2 separate regions of the Pan troglodytes genome follow, and region 1 is linked to region 2. A link is a contact called in public Hi-C data. All regions are on one chromosome and are shown on one strand. The core of a region is the stretch at or near the end of the contact, and the rest is flanking DNA. Distances in the headings are between cores, read along the strand shown.

Region 1 (6,766 bases), core at 2,823-5,322, 440 kb after region 2:
GAGTTCAGGAGTTCAAGACTAGCCTGGCCAACATATAGTGAAACCCTGTCTCTACTAAAAAAAAAAAAAAAAAAATTAGCTGGAAGAGTTAGCGGGCACCTGTAATCTCAGGTACTCAGGAGGCTGAGGCAGGAGAATTGCTTGAACCCTGGAGGCAGAGGATGTAGTGAGCCGAGATTGCGCCACTGCACTCCAGCCTGGGCAACAGAACGAGACTCTGTCTCAATAAATAAATAAATAAATAAATAAATAAATAAATAAATAAATGAAGAAGAAATAAGCTTTACCTTGACACACACAAACACACAGCCCACAAATGGGAACGTACACCATGAATCCTATCTCAACCACCCTCCTCCTGGCTCATTATACCCCAGCAACCTCCTCTTCTTTCATTTCTCTTAAGCTGTTTCCTTCCCAGGACATTTGCACACATCAGGACAAACTGTGAAAGGCTTTGAAATGGGGGAAGAATTTGTAGGCATTCTGACTTACTCTTCCTGGTCATCTCCATCTTTCATTTTCTGAGCTAGAGACAACTCTGCAAGTTGTAGATGACTAAGAGCAATGTAAGGATTATTTTCCATATGCCAATACATTCTATCCAGCAGAGGGACAACTGCCCTTCATCCACCGAATTTGGAATCTTTGACGTGTTCATTTCAGCATTCTTGATTGACCTATGTAAGTGTGGTACTTTGAATTAGCCTTTGAACCAGTTGTAAGATCTTAATGTTTCCCTCATTCATTAATGAGGTTAAAGATTAAATAAAAACTTTGACAGATGTTCATCTTATGATGATTCACCTGGTTTTTTTTGTTTTTGTTTTTGTTTTTTTGAGGGTCTTACTCTGTGGCCCAGGCTGGAATGCAATGGTGCAATCATGGCTCCCTGCAGCCTTGACCTCCCAGGCTCAAGTGATCCTCCTACTTCAGCCTCCTGAGTAGCTAGGACTTACAGGTGCATGCCACCAGGCCCAGCTAGTATTTTGTGTGTGTGTGTGTGTGTGTGTGTGTGTGTTTGTAAAGATGAGGTTCCTCCATGTTGCCCAGACTGGTCCCAAACTCCTGGGTTCAAGCGATCTGCCCACCTCGGCCTCCCTAAGTGCTGAGATTACAGGCATAATTAGCTTCTTAAAGAAATGCATCCTTTAACACACCTGTTATGTGCTTCTCTCTCTCTTCATCCATCTCAACCCTGCTCATCCTTCAGGTCTCAGCTTCAATGTTGCATCCTGGGAGAGGCCTCCTCTATTCTAGATCAGGTCTCTCAGATTTATTCTCTTGCTGGTCTCTTTCTTCACTGCACTTGTTACAGTTGATAATTATGTATTCTGTGAGCTCACTCATGTCTGGGAATGAAATTACCCGTGATTTGAATCTCCTTCTTTATATTTTTCTTCATTTGACATGTTTCTATAATGAATATTTACACTTTTACAGTTTTTTAAATGTTGTCTTTAATCACTACTTTCAAAAGGAAAAGAAAAAAAAAACTGTGGTATTTTTACTGTCAATTGCCCTTTGCAGTTCCAGGGAAGCCTCCCTCTCCAACTACCCCAGCCCACCCAGATTACTCCCGTACACAAACTCCTATTGCAATTCTATTGTGTTTCACGCAATTATACTCACCAGAGCATCCAGTAACAACATCACAAGCACCTGTGCTGAAAGCTGTAGGGGGTGGGGGGATGCATGAGACCCTAAAAAGGGTAAGTTGTGCTTCCTACTTTAGAGGAATTTATGACCTTATGGTGGTACAAGACATAGAAGAAAAGTTAAATAACAATGTGCAGTATTATTTAATGAAGCACCATAGCTTTACATATATGTTCAGGCTTGGGTTTACCGAAGGCCAGAATGGTCATGTGGCCTTATCGTATGATCTCAGCCCACATGTCGTTAGTCTTGTGAGTTAGACTAGGGTGCAACTTCACGGATGGCAGGACCACATCTTTCTTGGCTTCTTTCGTATAAACTACAGTACTGAACACACAGCCCAGGCGCATAGCAGAGGCTTCTACCGATTGATTCACTTACTGTCCAGGACAACTGGCTGGGTCAGTTCTCAGCACATGGCTTCTCTGGGAGATAGGAAGCTTTACTGAGCCTCTCCTCACTCCAGCATAACGTGGATCTAGTCTTACCATGTAAGTGTCCACGTTGTTGAAAAGTGATAGGCTTGCAATGGTTGGATTCCTGCTGGGTCTGCTTAGGGAGGTGATGGAGAATCTTGCAGCAGCTGATAAAACAGAGAAGCCTGGGCACCTGGGCAGGAGATTTTTCTACAGTGGTGGAGCAGCAATGGCCACTTCCGGCAAGTGGTTCTATTCCAAGATCCCAGGGCTCAGAGAGCAGGAATGTTTCCAGGAAGATGGGCCATTGCTTAAACAGAAGCTGGAGATTAACCACGTTTACACACTGGGTTAAAATATCTAACTCTTTGGTCCAATCACAGGGGTGTCAGCTGTTGGAAAACAACCTAGTCCTAACGACCACCTCTAGTTCAGGAGCATTGAGGTCAGAGCTCTGCCATCACCCTGCTGTTTTGCATCATGCATAACACCTGCCTTCTCTCAGGCCTCCTTGAAAATGCTCCCCACTATCCGCAGCTGAACCCCTAGTATAGAGACATGACCCTGGCCACTTCCAGAATGGATTTACAGCGTAGCCACAATAAAATAAGGTGGACTAGTCCAGGTGTGGTGGCTTACGCCTATAATCCCAGCACTTTGGGAGGCTGAGGTGGGTGGATCACCTGAGGTCAAGAGTTCGAGACCAGCCTGACCAACATGGTGAAACCCCATCTCTGCTAAAAATGCAAAAATTAGCCAGGCATGGTGGTGGGTGCCTGTAGTCCCAGCTACTTGGGAGGCTGAGGCAGGAGAATCGCTTGAACCCAGAAGGCAGAGGTTGCAGTGAGCTGAGATGGTGTTGCGTACTCCAGCCTGGGCAACAAGAGCGAAACTCATTCTTAAATAAATAAATAAATAAAATAAGATGGACTAGAGGAACTAGGATTGGAGAGGGAACTACTTTTAAATCATAATATTCTACATGTGGTATACCCTGCTTTTTTTTTTTTTTTTTTAAGAGACCCAGTCTTGCTCTGTCACCCAGGCTGGAGTGCAGTGGCATGATCTTGGCTCACTGCAGCCTTGATCTCCTGGGCTCAAGAGAGCCTCCCGCCTCAGCCCCACAAGTAGCTGGAACTATAGGCATGCACCACCATACCTGGCTATTTTTTTTTTTTTTTTTTTAGAGATGTGGTTCCACCTTGTTGCCCAGGCTGGTCTCAAACTCCTGAGCTCAGGCAATCCTCCCGCCTCCACCTCCCCAAGTGCTGGGATTACAGGAGTGAGCCACCATGCCTGGACTACCCTGCCTTCTTTAGGTGGTCTTAGAAACTAAAAATATGTTTCTCACTTTTCTGACCTCAAATTAGTTTGAACCTCCTCCTACATCCTTTTTTATTTAACTCCCCGTTTGTACAATCTGACCCTCTTCATGAAATGAGACACCGAGAGGCTGATTATCTCTTTCTCTCCTCTCTCTCTGCTTTAGGAGGCATGCTTTCTCTTTAAGCCCGACATCAAAGCAGTAGCTATGACGTCCTCCGAATTCTCTGTGATGCTGTTTTCAGGAAGGCCTCCTGGGTAGGGTGGAGCCGGGCCTAACTTATCGTGGTGATGATTCCTGCTCTGGAGGGGCATCGCTGGGTCAGGATACCTGGGCATGTAAGCCATAGGCACTGGTGGTGGCTGGGAAGGGCAGCAAGTTCCCTAGACATGGGACTTTCGGGGCCGAGATGGCTCAAGAACACTGTGGGGGGTCCTGTCTGAATGTGAGAGTCCAGAGTGTCACCAGAGCAGCCAGGTGTGGGCTGCAGCACCGGGGCAATTGTGTTCATTCCTCATCGTGGGGCCTCTCATCCCACCCCAGGACAGGATAAAAGAGTGTCATGGAAGTTTTGCAACTTGGCTGGATGATTTGCTCACCGCATGTGGGCCACATTGTCCTGCCCCTCCTGGCAGATCTTTGGCTCTGGAAGTGGTGTGGCACTCACTCCCCATCGCTGGCTCACTGCAGGCCTTCCCTCCTGGCAGCTCTGCTCTGGGGCCTGCCTGCCCAGGCCTGATTAATGCAGCCCAGTTTCCTCCAAAGATGCCTTGGAGGTGGAGGTGGGGGGGCGCTCAGTGAAGTCATTCTCACAGCCTAATTGACTGATCATTTTTATTTCTCCTTTGCTGTGGACTTCCTGTTTATTGCTCCTTCCAGCTTATGTGAAGCCATTTGCAGCCACATGATGTTTTAAGATTCTCTTTATTCAGGGATAGTCAAGAGACAAAACTGGAGTCTGCCTGGAAAAACAAAAGAGGCAATAGTTCCAGAGCATTCAGGCTCTGATTCCTCCGTTGCGGGGGTGGCTGCCGACTGCTTTGCCCTGCGATGTGATGATTGCCAGTTATTAAGCCTGTCTGGTGGAGGGGGGAAGCCAAGTGAGGAAAACAACAATAAAAGGAAATAAATGGTTCTGAGGGACTGAGAACCGTGCAGACCAGAAAACACACACATACACACCAAAAGAAAACAAAACAAAAAAGCTCCTGCACTCTGTTTAGAGTTCATAGCCAGGAGGATAAACACCACTTAATTTGCAAACAATTACCATTTGGAGATGATAAAAAAAATTAAATATCACTGGAAGAAAAGTTTACACAGAAATTGCCAGATCATGTGCTGGGAACATTTGTGAATTCCTCCCCAGCCGCCTCCTGGACAACAGTTCACGGCTAGACTCCACGGCATCTATTCCATGGCTGGTTTGGTTTAGTGGCTCTCAAACCAGGCCAATGTTGTTACCTTCTCCTTCTACCTCCCCCAAACATTTGGCAATGTTTGTAGACATTTTCTGTTGTCACAACTGAGACGGGGAGTGAGGACTGCTAGCAATTTGGTGTAGAGGCCAGGGATTCTGGACAGCCCCTCACAATGCACAGGACAGCCCCCCACAGTAACAAAAATTTCCAGTCCAAAATGTCAGGAGTGCCCAAATTGAGCAAGACTGGTAGGAAGGTATCCAAGGGCAGAAAGGAAAACACAGAGTTGAACTGGGCTTGAGTTCTAGCTTTCTCCTTGGAAGAAGTCGTGGTAAAGGCAGGAGGTCCACCCAGGAAGTTCCAGACTTCCTGGAAACACACTAGGCCAGTAAGGTCTATGGAACTGTATTCTTGTCTTGGTATGATCAGGATGTCTCCGTCTTCTAAAATCTAGGTGAAGTTGGCTGGGTGCAGTGGCTCACGCCGGTAATCCCAGCACTTTGGGAGGCTGAGCCAGGCGGATCACGAGGTCAGGAGATCGAGACCATCCTGGCTAATATGGTGAAACCCCGCCTCTACTAAAAATACAAAAAATTAGCTGGGCATGGTGGCACACACCTGTAGTCCCAGCTACTTGAGAGGCTGAGGCAGGAGAATCACTTGAACCCTGGAGGCGGAGGTTGCAGTGAGCTGAGATTGTGCCACGGCACTCCAGCCTGGGCAACAGAGCGAGATTCCATCTCAAAAAACAAAACAAAACAAACAAAAACAAAAAACTAGGTGAAGACGTGGACACCCATCACTAACCAGCTAGTGGTCCAAATGCGTCCGATGTCCATGTGTGTGCAGCCACTGCCCTCTAGGGGCAGAATTGTGTGCGGCCGCTCACCACGGGTGTGTGTTTTGAGGCTGCACCATAAACCCTCAAGGCTCCTTCTTCACTCTAGGGGTCTAGGGGAAAGAGTCCTAATTGTATGGTTAGCTTTAGCTCTACCATTTGCTCACAGTGGCAAACCTCGTAACTTCTCTGAGCCCCAGGCGTGCCCTTTGTTCTTCACAGGTCATGGGAATCTCACGAAAGCATGGATGAGGAGACACTGTGTATTAAACCATCGCACAAATAAATGTCCATTGCTGAGGCACCTCTGGAATCTGATGGTCAGAGATGTCCAATCATTAACAAATAGGCATTGAGGGCTTATGCACATGACGAGGTCCATGGTGGGCAGAGAAAGGTGTGATTTCAGATGGTGTAAATTGCTATGAAAAGATCATACGGGACAAGGGGACACAGAATGGTTGGGGTGGTGCAGTATGGATGCCACATCAGTTATTCAGGGTGGCCAGAGAAGGCCTTTCTATAAGGAGGTACCCAGGAGGCATGAAAGAAGGAACTACCCTTGGAACAGGGCAATAGGGGCCCCTGTCCTGGGCCTGGGGATTTGGAGGACCCCAACCACTCTGATTATTTAACACGGTTCAGACTCCAGGGAAACGCTTCTCCACCACCTCGTCCTAATGCCGTCAAGGTTGTGGGTGGTGCCGGAGAGAATTTGTGTGGCGAAAGTGCTTAGGTGAGAGAAAGGACAAATTAACTAATTTGTTCAAACCTTTCTCAAAACAGCATCAGAGCACTAGATTATTGCATAAAGAAGAATTGTTTCCCAGAGTTCTGAGAATCTGTCTTTTTCTTCTCTTTGTGTTCTGGAGATGCTCATGGATTAAAGAGGTATTTAGGATGTTTACACATGATGGATGAGGAACATTTGCAATGTCAAGTAATTCGCATTTCTCTTAAATGTGTATGTATGTTGGTTTAGATGTAAGATGCTCAAAGCATACCAATTATTTACCTTGACAGCACTGAACACCAAAATTGAGACACGTTTTCTCTTTTGTTTGTTTTGAGACAGGGTCTCCTTATGTTGCCCATGCTGGAGTGCAAT
Region 2 (6,252 bases), core at 2,897-5,396:
CCTCAATTTTTGTATTTTTAGTAGAGACGGGGTTTCAATATGTTGGCCAGGCTGGTCTCGAATTCCTGACTACAGGTGATCCGCCTGCCTCAGCCTCCCAAAGTGCTGAGGTGTGAGCCACTGCGCCAAGCCAGGTGTTCTGTAATTTGGATATTTTACTTACTATAGCATTCAGCTTAAATTTGTTTGGTTTAATTATAATTTTATGTTTTCTTGAATTTTACTTATGTTTTTGAACAAAAGTCCTATGACAATGAACCTGATTTTTAAGAGAGTAAATTGAACTTTGAGGTTTTAAATTTCCTGTAGATGCAGTTTAACTTGAACTTACAATGCTTCAAATAATGGAAAAATTAGGATGTTTATCTTTGGTAAACTCTTTTTGTCTTATCTTTCCTATAATTTTAAATGTATATTCTTAGTACAGAACCCAGACCATCCATACTCATTAATTTGTTCATTCAGCAGATATTTAGTAAGCATCTCCTCTGTGCTAGGTGCTAGGAATAAAATGAGTGAAATATGCAAGCTTCCATGGCCTGAGTACTTTGCTTACCTTGCCAGTGATGCTTGTAGTCACATGTGCGGGACAGTGCAATCACAGCTGCAAAAAGTAGAGGTGACAGAAAGGCACAGAACCTCCAAGATTTCCCACGGCCTTGTGGTGTGAAGCAGTGTAACTTCCCTGCCAGGTAGAAGGACGCAAAGGCCAGACCAGCAAATGCAACTGGAACAAGAAAAACTTTTAAGTGGTTTGTCTTTTAAAGGAAGCTACCTCATTCATCCCCACATAGGAGGCTAGGAAGCATGAGTATGTTTTTATTTATTTATTTTTTGAGACAGAGTCTTGCTCTGTCGCCCAGGCTGGAGTGCAGTGGCACCATCTCGGCTCACTGCAACCTCCACCACCCGGGTTCAAGCGATTCTCCTGCCTTAGCCTCCCGAGTAGCTGGGACTCCATGTGTGTGCCACCATGCCCAGCTAATTTTTTTATTTTTAGTAGAGTTGGGATTTCACCATGTTGGCTAGCCTGGTCTTGAACTCCTGGCCTCAAGTGACCTGCGTGCCTTGGCCTCCCAATTGCTGGGATTACAGGTATGAGCCACCACACCTGGCCATGAGGGTGTTTTAATCCTTTTTTGTGTATACTTATAGTGTAAGTCATTGTGAAGGAAAGGGAAACAAAAAGAAAAATGAAGGACTTAGTGCCCCAAAGTTAATGTTTTATCTGAGTATAGTTTTCGGTATACTAGCTATATGTATTAACTTGTTGATGCTTTAGTTTCCTCATCTATAAATGGGACTCATAAATACAATAGTCCCCACCTCATTGGATTATTGTGAGCTATAATTAGGTAAGAAATGAAAATGCTTCAAAGTACCTGACACATAGAAACTCTTCGTTAAAGGTTATTTTTACTGCTAGTACAAGATTGCAGGATCTAGGCAAATAATATAACAATTAAATGTGTAAATCTCATGAAGGTAAACTACCTTTCTGTTCTGTAATATTTACCCAAATAGTCAAGGCTCAGACTTGTTAAACTGTGGAGTTACTAAAGAAGGGGGGATTTTCCAAATTGTAGAAACAAGAGTAGTCAGATTTTCCCATCCCTACTAGATTTCTAGGTTAAATTCAATGATGTGAAAACAAGCATAGGGTAGAGTCCATATGATATTCATACAGGAAGAATGTCCACTGGGGAAGCTCTTTCGGCCCTCATTCACCACGTCCTTATCCCCTGTACACATCAAGTCAGAATGGGCTAGCCCATCAGGGAAGCAGCGGTAGAAGAAATCTGGGCGTGGCCTGGAAGAAAGCAGCATGGTTGGAACGTAAGTCATTAACTCCAGAAATTATTTTTCAGTTGTAGCAGACATTAATAATCCTGTTAATTATTGGTCAAATAGTGCCCCAGGCAAAATAAGGTAACTGGATTAGTATAGTCACCACACTAAGAGAAAAGCCTTACTTTCAAGGTCAGCATTTAAATTAGGGGAAAAACGCCCACTCCAGCACATGATTACTTTTTAGGGCAAACAGCAAATGACACTGCAGCTTCAGGAGGTGCTCAAGAGGACACTGACCGACTGCTGTGGCCGTTGGTGGGAAATGCTGTTCAGGCAGAAAAGAGCCCAGGTGTCACCTGGAGGACTGAGGTATGGGGAAGGGAGTAAGCGTTGAATGACAAAAGAAAAATCAGAGTGAAGATAAAGGAGAAAAGAATGAGAAAGACGTGTGGTGGACACCATTAACCTCTCTGTTCTGGTGGGTAAGGGCTGAGGCAGATGCTGGGGTGGTTAGCTGTTGTCACTTACCTCCCTACGATCAGTTTTATTGTGTTGGTAAAGACGCCATTCAGAGCCAGGGCAAGGCTGGCAGCTGCAAAGCAAAGCCATTAGTTAAAAGGATCTGTCTAGGAGGAAAGGTATGGTCATGGCCTCGTTATGAGAGCAGCCGTGCTGTTTCTGAGATGGATAGAATCCAACCAGGCCTGGGCACAAAAATAATTAGGGTCCTCAGTGATCACTCTTTTGTAGCCGAGAACTTTTGTACTAGGCCAAAGACATTTCTGAGGTACAAATAACCCAGTGCATTTAGGCACAGGGCTGCCTGCGGTGTAGCCTGCGTAACCAAGTCCCTGCAGTGCTATTTTCCTCTCCCGCGGGGATAGAGTTCCTTTAGGAATGCAGAACTCAGTGGCCTCCACACAGGCTCACCGTGGCTGAATCCCACAACGACCTCCTAGGTTCCCAGCACGAAGAAACCGGCCAGAAAGGGCTAGCGCTCACCCAGGCAGGCTTGTCTGCTGTCTCTTGTGTCTGCCTTCTTGAGAAATTTGGCCAGGAAGATCAGAGACAGTGGAGAGAGAAATGCAATAACCTGAATCAGAATGTCAGAGGTTAAAAACAATAATAAAAAAAAAAGCCACACTCGTGCTCCTACAGGAAAGAGGGATGTGACACAGCAGGACTCACTGGCGCTAACATAAGGTCTCTGAGTGCGCGTAACCGGGCGCCAGGCAGCGCCACCAGTGAACAGCAGCGCCCGTGCGGCTCGGGCCCCGGTACCTCAGGCTGAGGCACAGAGCGCCCGGGAAAACGTTGTCTCAGCCCAAAGAGGCTCGGACACCCTCCTCTCTCAATCAATCAATCAATCAGGATCTTAAACAAACACTCGAGCCCTAGGAGGCGGAACCCAGCGCACAGCAGCGGAGTGGGCAGTGGGTCCCTACAAAGGCTGTCTCGGGGTGGAAAACGCACAGGTGCCCGCGGGAAGCCCGGTCATGGGGAGGGAGGAGAGACGATCTTTCTCCACGCACAAACATCGGCTTGGTGGGGAAATACTCCGCCTCCACGTAGGGGTTCCGGTAGAGCCACATCTCCTCCGGCTGGATGAGTCTCTGGAACGGGGGGAGCAGCTCCGTCACCCTAGAGGGGAACAAAGAAGCGCAGAGCAGGTCGCCTGGCTTCCTCCCCGCTTCCCCACTGCCCGACCCGCCGCCCCGTGCCGCCCGCCTGCCTGGGAAGCGGGGCCGCCCGGGCCCGGCCGTGGATCTTTCTTACAGGAAGGCCGCGAACAGCGCGAGCCGCACGCCCACTTCGGCCCCAAAGGCCACCGCCGCCGCCGCCTTCCCCATCCGGCCGCGAGCCCCGAGCGACGCTGCGCTGACGTGGCCACCTCCGCGGGGAGGGCCGGGCCGGGAACTGGGCACCGCCCCCTCTCCCAGTTGCCCGCGCTCCGGCGGCTCCCCAGGAAGACGGCCTGGGGGCTGTGCCGAGGGCATCGTCTGGCAAAGGGTACGCAAAGCCAGCGGAGCTGCCCTCTGGTGCGTTCAGCAGGGAGCCAGCGCCCCAGTTCCAGCCGAGTAGGTCGGCGTACGGTCCATCAGCAGCTCGTCTCCACGGCCCAACCACACCACCGCGGGGAGCAGCCTTCTCCCGGGACCTCGCCTCTAAATGGAAAACCAAACAGCCCGCTCTCAGATCCTCGTTCCTTAGCAACACAGCCGCATTCTGCAGGAAGCCACACTACCTGAGGTTGGCTGGATTGTGTCATTTAGTCCTCCCACCCAGGATGGCCTCCTGCCCAGAGTGTTTGTTGTAGCAAAAAATTATTGGCAAAGAACAAGCCCACATATTTAATTTGGAACATACAGGACAATTTATTGAAGTCAATCTCAAGCAAAATCTGAAATCAGTGGAATGTCATTAAAAACCTTTCCAAATTAATCCTCACGGAAGCAAAAAACACATTGGAATTCCAAAGTATTTGTAAAATAAAAAAGGCAACATCTCAGTAAATATAATGTACAAAAATTATATGTTCCTACCAGCACACACATCAGTAAAGAAGCTTAAATATTACAGGCAACCCTAAATACACTATAACTAGTCAACAATAAGCTATCTATATACAGGTTAACCAAGCTTTACACGTTTCACACTATGCAATAAAACATAGGCCAATCAACAAAATCCTCAAAATATTATATATCTTGAAGTCTATGTGGCAACATCAAGTCATTATACAGTAATGCCCTAGTGGAACACCCCCAGGGAAAATTAACACTAATCCCTTAGTGTCAAGAGCTTCTAGCCAAGTCACAGAAACTCAAAAGAGATTGACTTTAGTGAATATTGATGCTTTGTTATTAAAGACTCAAGTCTCAAGTGATTTAGGCAAAGTAACGGTTCACAGGATCTACAAAGTTTATTACAGATAAAGTACAGAAATAACCAATCTACAAAGATCATTATCATAAAGAACACGAGAAAATGAAAACGGAGTCTGTAGGTATCTGTGTTTGTTGTGCAATATCACTCAAATGGGTACAAATGAGTTTCTCATATCAATTCCAAATATACACATACCCTTGTATATAAAAAATGATATTAGCCAGTTGTAATACTCATTTAGCATCTTGGTTATTAGTGGCAATATAATTTTCTTAACATAGGGCATGTAACAGGACAAATGAGATAAAATAATGACAACCAAGTAAGTTTTATCCAGTCCATTTCTAAACTGACAAGAATACCTTATTCAATACCTTATATAGGTCATCTGACAGATACTTGAGGGCTGTTTGCACACATCAAGTGTGTTGGCAGGCAGGGAGGGGAGCAGTAAAAGCTGAGGGTGCTTTCTCACTAACTAGCAGATGCAGTAATGCCACATAAGAAAACTAAGGACTGAATAAATGACTTTGGCATCTATTCTATTTTCCCTTTTTACTTACATGTAAATTACTTTTACAGCCTACTGAAGGACAGGCAATTCTCATCCCCCTCCCGCTTCATACATACGTGCCACAAGCACCCAAACTTGTCACTTATGCAATGGACTGACCAAAACAAAAAACAGAAATGTTTTTTGAAAGACACGGATTACCCACATTTTGGGAGTGTAACGTAAGTGCAATTTTTTGTTTTGTTTTTTCCCTACATAGACATAGTAAAAGGAAAGAAGATGTGCTTGGGGAGAGGGTTGACAAAATGACAAAATAAAGAACGTACATAAAAAGTATTTGTAAAAATGCTGGTATCTCATGCAGGAGTCTCTTCCTCAAATGTGTTCAATCAATCTGAGCTATCTACTGTGAACACTCTCCCATTTGCAGAACTTCACCTTTAATCCACGCTAAAGAGGATAAGAGACTAGGCTATTTATTTTCAAAACAGTTTACAAAACAATGCTTTCTACTTCATAAATGTAAAAAGAAACTAAAATAAGGAGAATCTGAAGAGTTTCAAGTACTTAAAAAACCTGAATTCAATGAGGCAGAGGTCTCAATGTTAAAGTGACTATTTCGTACCTGTGGTAAACATTATCCCCCCCCTTACCCTTTACCAGGAGAAAGGGGGTTCCCTTTCTCCTGGTACCCCACCCCAGGTAAAAGTTGGTGAGATTTCAGTATATACACATTTCCAACTTTTCAGTATTTGTTAATTCATTGCAAAGCTGTCTAATTATAGTATTCCCTAGTCCATCTGAAAATGGAAGCAAGTTCTACTTTTTGTTTTACAAATAACCAGAGACCAATTCTAGGTGGCCCTAGGCCAAAGGAAAGTGTTTCCATTCATCAATTCATGTCTGCACCAACTTGGACAACTGGGGGTGGCTGGATGCATCAGCCTTGTGAAAAGTAACTTTAGTCTACGCTGCCCAGAAATAAAGCAATTTCCAATGTCCTTTTTCTCATGTGGAAGTATAGAATGTCAGCTTCCCAGCCGTGAGGGCTCCATAGC

Evidence for each region. Hi-C and Micro-C count contacts between places; a contact is called where the count stands out from the background.
Region 1: a Hi-C map of stem cell-derived neural progenitor cells shows a contact between it and region 2, with 5 times the contacts expected there. The contact joins the enhancer-like site here to the promoter of PLPP5 in region 2. A contact is called at or near these places in 1 of 7 Hi-C or Micro-C datasets (stem cell-derived neural progenitor cells) and 1 of 1 datasets of contacts at active chromatin or transcription factors (stem cell-derived excitatory neurons).

What each region holds. Positions count from the first base shown.
Region 1 is chr7:47,107,814-47,114,579 of NHGRI_mPanTro3-v2.0_pri, forward strand. No RefSeq gene overlaps it. Among named protein-coding and RNA genes, the nearest start is that of TACC1, 16 kb to the right of the region's middle. Within about 2 kb of position 4,073, at least 5 of the 24 cell types and tissues checked have an H3K27ac peak or open chromatin away from gene starts, as enhancers often do. A contact at or near this core is called in stem cell-derived neural progenitor cells, where this site is marked.
Region 2 is chr7:46,666,299-46,672,550 of NHGRI_mPanTro3-v2.0_pri, forward strand. It overlaps PLPP5 (phospholipid phosphatase 5), which reads right to left and starts at 4,147. Exons shown (of 7, transcript XM_519712.9): 1 at 3,568-4,147; 2 at 3,324-3,432; 3 at 2,794-2,884; 4 at 2,320-2,383; 5 at 1,686-1,810; 6 at 557-727. The coding sequence starts at 3,788. NSD3 (nuclear receptor binding SET domain protein 3) reads right to left here. Exons shown (of 24, transcript XM_519713.8): 24 at 4,142-6,252. DDHD2 (DDHD domain containing 2) reads left to right here. Exons shown (of 17, transcript XM_063817021.1): 17 at 2,036-2,231.